2 separate regions of the Rattus norvegicus genome follow, and region 1 is linked to region 2. The links are chromatin contacts, called in public Hi-C maps. All regions are on one chromosome and are shown on one strand. Each heading gives the region's core, a stretch centred on a gene start, on an enhancer-like site or on the middle of the called end of the contact. The rest is flanking DNA. Distances are from core to core; before and after follow the strand shown. Region 1 has its middle 40 kb from the start of Ezh2. Region 2 has its middle 170 kb from the start of Cul1.

What was found. A called contact is a pair of places that touch in the nucleus more often than the background predicts.
Region 1: a Hi-C map of the A7r5 cell line shows a contact between it and region 2, with 3 times the contacts expected there. The contact joins two enhancer-like sites. A contact is called at or near these places in 4 of 12 Hi-C or Micro-C datasets (the A7r5 cell line, the Rat2 cell line, Schwann cells and 1 more).

What each region holds. Positions count from the first base shown.
Region 1 is chr4:77,724,409-77,729,594 of GRCr8, reverse strand. No RefSeq gene overlaps it. Among named protein-coding and RNA genes, the nearest start is that of Ezh2, 40 kb to the right of the region's middle. Within about 2 kb of position 3,579, at least 8 of the 93 cell types and tissues checked have an H3K27ac peak or open chromatin away from gene starts, as enhancers often do. A contact at or near this core is called in the A7r5 cell line, where this site is marked.
Region 2 is chr4:77,383,955-77,388,890 of GRCr8, reverse strand. No RefSeq gene overlaps it. Among named protein-coding and RNA genes, the nearest start is that of Cul1, 170 kb to the left of the region's middle. Within about 2 kb of position 1,905, at least 4 of the 93 cell types and tissues checked have an H3K27ac peak or open chromatin away from gene starts, as enhancers often do. A contact at or near this core is called in the A7r5 cell line, where this site is marked.

The DNA.
Region 1 (5,186 bases), core at 2,330-4,829, 340 kb before region 2:
TGGTGACATAATTCTTTAAAATGACAAGCATGATGACATTTGTTTTAGCAAGATCACTCTTGGTGTCTCTTGTGTATATACATGTATGTATGTATGTATATAAGGTGGTTTTTTAAACCTCTGGTCAATTTAAAGAAGACTACATCTTTTTTTTATGGTACAGATTTTTGTGTGGAGAGGTTTTTTTGTTTTGTTTTGTTTTGTTTTGTTTTTGTTTTTGTTTTTTTTTTTTTTTGGTTCTTTTTTTCGGAGCTGGGGACTGAACCCAGGGCCTTGCGCTTCCTAGGTAAGCGCTCTACCACTGAGCTAAATCCCCAGCCCCGAGTTTTTTAACATCCAAATGTGATCTTAATCATCGTTAATCTTTGGCTTGAGTTATGGGTTGAAGTCACTTATGCAAACTTTAGTTCTAGTCCATTTCCTTCACAATTGAGTTAATCTCTGATAGGCATTTTGGTATCTGTATCAGATATTGAAGTGCCTGTAATATGTATACCATTAAGCAAGGTTCTATCATTTGAACCTTAGGATGCCAATTATTATCAATGTTTTAAATTCAGTGCCTAACTTAGGAATTGATAGTTCTGCAAGGTTGAGTGACCAAGTTCTGTTTTTAATCTTTGCAGCTCCAAGTGCTTCTCAGGATTAAGAAACATCCTTATCAAAATCTGTCTGAGTGATGATAGTGCACCCCTTTGAGCCCAGATCTTGGGAGACAGAGATAGGTATTATCTCTGAGTTCGAGGCTAACCCAGTAAATCCTGTCTTGAACTCCCCCCACCATCTTCACTAAACTTTGCAGATGTTGAGGGGAAGGGATAAGGAGTTTCCTTCCAAGGTCGCAGAAGCAAACTGATAGTAAAAGATACAGATAGCTCAACCCTGGTGTCAAGTGTATTTGTTAATGAAGAAGACAAAGCCAGTTGATTGAATTTGAGTGGAACCAAATAGATCCAGGTGTTGACTACACCCATAGATGAAAAATCAACAAACACTGCTGTGACACACAGTGAGACAGCAAACTCCTTTCCTATCTGGTTGCAAAAATCAACACTGATGGACTGTCAGTTATTGGCTTATGCGATTTACCTGTGAAACAAACAAATACACAAAAAGCACATATCTAAATCTGGGCTGATCTGAAAAACCTCTATGCCCAAAACTCAGTAGGTGGAGGCAGGGAGGTCAGAAGTTCAAGCCCCTACATTGGCTAGGTAGTAAGTTTGAAGCCAGTTTGGGCTAGTGGAGACTCTGTTCTCAAACACAAACAACAGTCACAACAAAACATTACCTCTCCATTCACAAACACATATAGAAATACTGAAATTTAACAACATACTTTTAAAGACTTATTTTATGTGTGTTAATGTCTCTCCCACATGAATGTGTAGCACTCGCATGCCTGGTGCCCATGGAGGCCAAGAGTAGGTGTTCCAGGATCTCCTGGAACTCTGAGTCATGACAAAGGTGCTGAAAGTGGAGCCCATGTCCTCTACCAGAGTAGCCAGTACTCTTTTTTTTTTTTGAAGCTGGGGACCGAACCCAGGGCCTTGCGCTTGCTAGGCAAGCGCTGTACCACTGAGCTAAATCCCCAACCCCGTAGCCAGTACTATTAACCTCTGAGCTATCACTAAGCCCCATAATCCATTAGCTTTTACATTTTTTTTTTGGTTCTTTTTTTCAGAGCTGGGGATCGAACCCAGGGCCTTGTGCTTCCTAGGTAAGCGCTCTACCACTGAGCTAAATCCCCAGCCCCATAGCTTTTACATTTTTATATTTGGTGCCTATTTAAGTGTGAAAGTAAACTGCCTGATGACCTAATCTCTATCCACATGTGGAAACAGAACCAACCCTTGCAAGTATCCTCTGTCTATACTCCAGCAATGGCACATGTATACCCACACAGATACTCACAAGCACACTAAGTAAAAAATGTAATTTTTAAAATCTGGGACCTTGGAGGTAGCTCACTGTTGCAGCTGGGTGTGCAAGAGGCAAACACAATAGGGTCTCTTAGAACAGGAAGGTTAGCTTGGTCTATATAGTGAATTTCAGGATAGCCAGAGCTATACTATGAGACCTTGTCACAAAACAAAACAAAATAAAACAACAACAACAGAATAATTGCTGGGTCTGGTGGCACATGCCTACAATCCCAGCACTTGGGAAGCAGAGGCAGGAGGAGCTCTATGAGTTCAGCCTGGTCTACAGATTGAGTTTCAGGACAGTCAAGACTACATACAAAAGCCTTATCTCAAAAACAAAACAAAACAAACCACTACCAAACAAGCAAAAGAATACATGCTGCTTTTGCAAAAGACTAGAGCTCGGTTCCACTTCAGACAGTTCACAACTGCCTCTAAGTCCAGCTGTAAAGGATCAGGCGCCCTCTTCTGGACTGCGCAGGCACCTGCTTCCATCTCATTCCCCCTCCCATTACCGCCACCTCACAAAACACAAAAAACAAACAAAACCGAGTGCATTCTTAAGTGCTCACTGGACTCATCCTGAGGAGTTTTGTAAACACTGTCAATAATTTCATGTATTATCTTCAAGATTTTTTCCCATCCATACACAATTATACAAGTAGAAATATTTTAAAAGGGGGACAAGTGGTAAACGCTTATATAGGGAGTTTAAGATCAGCCTAGGGTGTGTAAGGTGAGTCTGTCTCAAAAATTCCAACTGGATCAAGCCATATCAGGACAGTACAGCAGGCTCGTAAACTCATGCTAAAAAAAAAAAAAGATGGTTTCTTCTATAAAGGTTACCCCTCCCTCCATAATTGCTTACAATGGAAACTTACTGCTGTTTAACAGAAATAAATATACTCTTTAGTAAGTTCAAAGCTAATAAAAACACTTTTTAGTGTTTTAATTAAATAATTCTTTTTTGCATATTTTTTTCGTTCCAGACACTATGAAGGTTAATACATGTGTGTAACTAGAAAGTTAATCTTACCAGAATACTTATAAACAAGTAATCTCGTTTTTAAAAGTTTTCTATTGTATCACGGACTAAATGCAATCTTAACTTTCCCACAACAGCAGCTTGTTAGTCAAGTATGAGTGTGAGGGGAGACAGTGTTAAACAATTTAACAATAACCCACAACCTTCAGACCAACTAAACAGTAGTGTCAGTCTCTATTTATAATTCTAGGATCTTTTCTAACTAAGGAGGTTTTTTTTAGGGGGTCTATGCCATAACCTTTAAAAATAAAACAGATAAAATCAGCGCGCCAAATGTGATGAAAATGAAACAAAGTTACACTGTCACAAGTAATGACTTGGAGAATTAGGTTAACTACCAAGCTTTTTTTGCATTTCAAGTTTTTGCAAGTGAATTGTGGGTAGAGCCTAACTAAATATGAAAGTAAACCCGGAGGGCCGTGGGCAGCCATGAGGGCTATAAGAGATCTGCTGGGAACTCTCGCCCTGCCCCAAGGGGTGAGGCAAAATAAGGAAACATGGGGTGGCAGGCAGAGCCTCTGAGAAGTGGAAGTATCCTGGAGTCTGGAGGCTTGTGGGCTAGAGAGCCTGGTCTTTTGGGGCGGGACCTGGCATGTGCCCTGCAAGAGTAGTCCTAGGGTAGAGATAAAGAGTCACATCAGCAGGTGTCGCCAGCAAGGCTCTGAGCCTTCAGCGAGGCTCTGTGCCTGTAAAATCCCCTTTATGCATGTTTTTTCCTTTTAAATCACTCCCCATATTACTCATGGCTTCTCACCCACTGTGGAACTGAGACGGTGACTTTTCAGAAAATTAAATATGGGAATAAGGACAAAGAGAGAGATTATCTATACCTCAGTGCTATGTACATAAAAATTGCCAGAATAACATGAAGTTATATTCCATAAGAGAGGTATTTCCCCTGAAGACGTGGGTTGGACCTGAGTGTTTTTGTCAGGTATGAAATAAGCCGGAAACTAAAATATGAAACAGCTCACACATAAACCTTTCTCAGAATGTCTTTTGCCTTTGTTGCTGTTTGCTTGTTTATTTAATTTAGAATTGTGGGGCTGAGAAATTGGCTCTGAGATGGAACATTTGAAGACATATACATGTTCCTAGTTCACACACACACACGCGCGTGCTCACACACACACACACACACACAGACACACACACCCCTTATTGGGAAATTTTGGTAGTTTTTCCACTGATTCAAAATAAAGCAGTTCATTGAAAATATTTCTTAGGGTTTTCCTAGTAGGTTAATGTTTTCCTGTGAAGGCAAAGCCAGTGAATTATTCAGAAAAAAAAAAATAGGCCCAGGTAGCTTCCTAAACCTCTACTGTAATGAATGGGGAAAGTGGAATAGGGTTGTGTTGGGAATTTCAGAAACGTGAACAAAATCCTAAATTTAAGCTAACATTTAAAAGTTGTCCTGGATTTAATGATAGTACCAAGGATACAGAGATGGGCTCAGCCCTTGCAGTTGTTTGCCTCTCTCTCAGAGGACCAGGGTTCAGTCCCAGTCAGGCAGCTTGTAATGACTGGCAACATTAGCTCCCATGGATCTTATGCCCTCTCCTGGCCCTCACGTGCACGTATCCACAGAGACACACCCACACAATTGTAAACAGGAAAAATAATACTGTCTTTGCAGAGGACCCAGCTTCCATTTCAAGCACCCATGCTCACAATATTCTCTAACACGAGTTCTAGGAGATCCAACACCTGCTTCTTGTCACCTCAGGCATTGCATACTCACACCAGCACCATACACATAAAATAATAAAACTTTAAAAAATTAAACGATGGTACCAAAAGCTTAGAGGTTTCTGAAGGCTAAGTTAGCTGACTCAACAATTTGAAAAACATACAGTTTAGCAAAAATATTAGGAATGTTGTCAAATGCTATGTCTTATTTTCTTTTAAAAATATTTATGTATGTGTGTATGTGTGTATGACTTTAGGTGTAGAGACCATAAGAGGATATCAGATCCCTCAGAACTAGAGTTAAAGGCATTTTGTGGGACATCTGGCTTATTGTGTGTCTGGGATCCAAACTCTAGTCCTCATGACTGTAACCAGAGTCATCTTGCCAGCTCCCAGATACTATATGCTAGTTAGAACCAATAACAACTTCATAACTGTGGAGAATTTGTCATCTAAATAAAGCGAGAATTTAATACTAATCGTAGCAGTTTGTTTAATAACTTACACATTTCTTCATATTATATCTA
Region 2 (4,936 bases), core at 656-3,155:
TTCACTGAAATAGATACAGATGGCAAATAAGTGTCTGGAGAAAGTGTTTGATATCATCAGCGGAAGTACTATATCAACTAGGAAGAGAGTTTACTGTACACCCATCATAATGGCCAAAACAGTAATAACAGACACCCCAACCAACAACCAACCAAACAGACAAATATGGTGGTGTGGACAGGAGAAATAGACGCTCTCTAACATCCTCAGAGCAACATAAATGTCACAGCTACTCTGGAAAACACTGGCAACTCCCTATAAAACTAAACACATGTTTACCATATGGCCACAAGGAATTGCACCCCAAGATAAAATGAAACTTATTCTTATACACACACACACACACACACACACACACACACACACACACCTTTATGTGAATTTTAAAAGAAGATATAACTATCTTGTCCCACACTGCAAACAACACATAAATCTCTTACTGTGTGTTTAGCTCACTAAACACACTATGACACATCCATCGTGTGGAATGCTACTTAGCAGTAAAAATGAGAACATACATACAACAATTCATATGAATCTCAAGAGGATCATTCTGAGTAAAACCCACCCAGTCCCAGACAATACATACCTGGTTGCTTCCACTGATAAAACCCTGAAAAGCTGAAATTACAGAGTTTAGACACTGATGATCCTTGTAATTCTCAGAGGTTAAGGGCAAAGATGAAGGTGACAGTGGCTATAAAGGGTTCATTGGAACGTTCTGTATCCTGTTTACGGCAATGGTTACATAGATGTACACATGTGTTAAAACTGCAGAAATTAAATACACACAAGCAAATGAGTGCTGGTAAAACTGGTGAACTCTGCACGACTTGGATGCCAGTGTCCTGGTTGCGGTATGTGCTGTAGCTGCTAAAGATGATGCCGAGTGTGTGTGCAGTAAAGGGCAGATGGAGTCTATTAAATCTCACAACTGCACGTGAGCAGCTAGTTACTTCCAAAGGTTTAAAAATGTTCCACATTAACCCACGATTAAACACGGAAACAAAAGTCAGACTCAGCCTTCTTTTGGCTTCAGAGCAAATTCCTTTGTTTCGATAAAGTCAAACCAAACCAAACTAAATCAAAGTCAGATGCAATGCCAAATGTAAAATCAGATTACAGAGAAAGATGCTTGTAAGGATGTGAGGTCAAGCTTTCATGATAGGAAAGGCTGAGGGAGGCTGGGAAGATATTGTGAGGAGTTGCGGGCAGCTAAGTTATCCCTTACTTCACGGCCCAGCAGGCTGTTAGGCAGGCATCCTGTGACACAGACACAGACACAGACACAGACACAGACACAGACACAGACACAGACACAGACACAGACACAGACACAGACACAGTCACAGACACAGACACAGACACAGACACAGACACAGACACAGACACAGACACAGACACAGACAGACACAGACACAGACACAGACACACAGACACAGACACAGACACAGACACAGACACAGACACAGACAGTCACAGACACAGACACAGACACAGACACAGACACAGACAGACACAGACACAGACACAGACACACAGACACAGACACAGACACAGACACAGACACAGACACAGACAGTCACAGACACAGACACAGACACAGACACACACACAGACACACACACACACACACACAGACACACACACAGACACACACACAGACACACACACAGACACAGACACAGACACAGACACACAGACACAGACACAGACACAGACACAGACAGATACAGACACAGACACACAACAGTACGAAGACTTGCAGACCTCAAGCCTCAGACAGGTTAGAGATGTATGCAGCTGGCCAAAGGCAGAGGCAGGGTCCCACCTCAGGTTTCCATGCAGACACTGATCTATAGCTGGTAAAGGTTAACCAGCAGCCATCTAGTGGCAGAGGTTTGAGTCAAGGATAAACTCTGGGGTATCTAAAGCAAGCATGAGAGGAGTCAGTAAACTGGGGACATTATAAAAGCACATTTTCTATTGGGAGAGACTCAGCCAAAAACATGTAGAGAACATTTGTTTTTTCCTGTAAATCCCCAGGGTCCAAATAAGAGGGTTTTTTTGTGTGTATGTGTGTGTGGTTTTTTTTTTTTTTAAATCTTATCATACTTCCCGTTTGGATTAATGTCGCAGATACTTTCTTGGTTACACATGGAGCAAGTATTTGATTTTGAACACATTTAAAATAACGTTCTTGGAGATGGTAATTTTTTTTTTTTTTGAATCACTATTTGTTCCTCTAACTGTAGGAATCTGCCATCTAGTGGCTAAATCCTGAAATTGTTTTGTCCTTCCCGTTCTATGTTGAGAACTTCACATGAATTCGTTTTATTTCAAATCAGAAATCTATCAGCCTGGTAAAAATAAAAGAGATCTTTCTTATTAAAAACGAAGCCTTGAACAGGACTCCCATGTACCCTCAGACATAGGTTGTTGGAGAATCTTCAACAATATAAAAACAAATTTCTAAATGCCATTTGCCTCTAATGATGTGACTGTCCAAGCTACACCTGAAGCATTTAAATCACTGTAAGACTAAACAGAACAGCAGAACAGTTAGTGTCTAGTAGCTTCGGACCGTGACTCCTAGTTTTAAGTGCCTTACATCATGTAGATATGGTAGTAAATCGGGGTCTCACCACTTTGCCACACACTTGTGTCAGCTGTAACTCTTTTGGGGTTGATTCATTTCACTTCACATGTATGGGTTTTATTTTCTTGCATGTATGTCTGTGCACTGCTTGTATGTAGTACCTGAGAGGTCAGAAGAGGGTGTTAACTCCCTAGAACTGGAGTATGAATGGTTGTGAGCCTCCATGTGGGTGCTAGGAACTGATCCTAGATCTTCTGTGGGAGCACGTGCTCTGAAGCATTGCGCTTCTCTCCAGTCCCCGAAACTCTCGTGTTGTAAAACTGGCATTCACTGTCCTCAGGTTGGAATTCTAGAGACTTCCATGCCTGCTTCATTGTCTGCCTTCCTGGTTTGGTTCCTGTCTGCTGCTCCTCGGTCATTTGCGTATAGTCATACCACTTCCCTACATGTACATGAGTATATTAGATATATGTTCTCTCCTGCCTGTACATGTATGATAAACCCATGTAAGTACCAGTCCTTGTCTTTCTACTTTCAGTGATATTTAATGATGTCAAATATTTCAACACTGAAGCTAAATTATCTCTATTTCCCCACGAAAAGGGGGGAAGTCACTAGTACGCTTCTCACTTAAGAACTTTGACTGTTATCCCATAGCTAAGAGCATCCAAAACACAACCAACCAAAGACCTCATGATTACACTTCTTTACATTTTAAAAGTGGCCCCAAAGTGGAACTGTCTGTGTGACAATGGGTGCATTTGCTCTGGCCTGTGATATTGCTGTATAGGTTCACTCAGAAAAGCTGACTGATGTGGCCCAGCACCTCATGCTACCCTGTGCACAGGGTAAATGTCACCCTAAAGGATCACCTGAAGACCCTATCACAGGCACACAGGGGAGCATGGAGTGGCCACTTGCAGGGTAGTGCCTCTGTCTGGGCTGGCAGAGGGAAGCACTCAGGTTGCAGCTGGCAAAGGGTTATGTCACCATTGGCGGGTTCCCAAAGCTCACAAAGAATGCTTCAACCGATCGATAAGCCTCAGCACTCAGGCCACAGTAAAAGGGAGGCAGCCAGAAGGTGCCTTAATGGAACAAACTAGATGTATTCAACAGGAAGCAAGGGCTCCAAGGGGCAGGCAGAGACTTCAAAAGGCTTCACCACCTTAAGTCCCCTACTGTCCCTCCATCATGAAGTGCTCAGCTGTGGTACTCATCAGGCTGACAGGAGGGTCAGAATTGGCTTGGGTGTGACTGGATTTGTTACTCTGAGGTAGTAATTTTAGATACATGGAACTGGCATCAGCAATGTGTGCTGTTGGAGAGGGATGAGATCCGGGGGAAGCTGGGCCATTACAAGCACTTGGGGTTAGAAATGTGCAATCCTTACAGAACTTACTCCTGACAACAGGGTTCCGTGTAAATGGGAAACATCGTGGTCTACAGAACTGCATATAAAAACAAGGTGGGGGGCTGGTAGGGTACTTCCAGAAGGCTTTGCTAGCAGAAGCATATTTCTCTTCACTCCACACTTTAATGACACTTGGAGTCATTATGTTTTTTTTTTCTTTTGATTACATTGGCCTCATTTGAATCCAAGAAACTCTTGGGATGTGTTCCTAAGGGAAATACATATGTAAAGAAGAAACTTTTTCTTTCATCAGGATTATGAGGTAGAGACTCCCAGTTTAAGATGCAATTTAAAGAGGGAAATTCATTTTTAAAAATCTGCTTCAAATATCGATGTCACACTGCAGAATAATTCTTCCCCTGAAAAACTGAAGGGCCCTTCAATGCCCCTAAATGCCTGCTCTATAATAATACTACAGATACAGACTCATACATTTGCTACATTCAGTTGTTCAGATTCATCGAGAGAAACAGAGGCCTCTCTAACAGTCTGGAGACAATGTTTGGAATTCCCATGTTTAACCAGAGCTGGATCTCAGCTATTACTAAGAACTTAGCTTTTATTGACCACTTACTGTATAACTGACATGGGGCTAGCATACCACAAGCATTTTTATTCATTTGTTTTTCTTCTTTTTGGTTACCTTTGAAATAGGTGCTATTAATTTTGCTATTTTATGGTCAAGGAAACCAAGACTTTAGATAGCTAGTGCAAGATCATGAAGCTAACAGGGAGTGGGACCAAGATCAAACCTGGACATTTCTATCTTCCAATTCTGCAATTTATTTGTTTATTAGTTTTTGAGACAAGATCTCACTCTGTACTCCAGGCTAGCTTTGACCTCAAGGCAATTTTTCCATTTCAGCTGGGATGCTGGGATTATAGTGTGAGCCACCATATCTAGCTCAGATCCTGGGTTTTGAAAT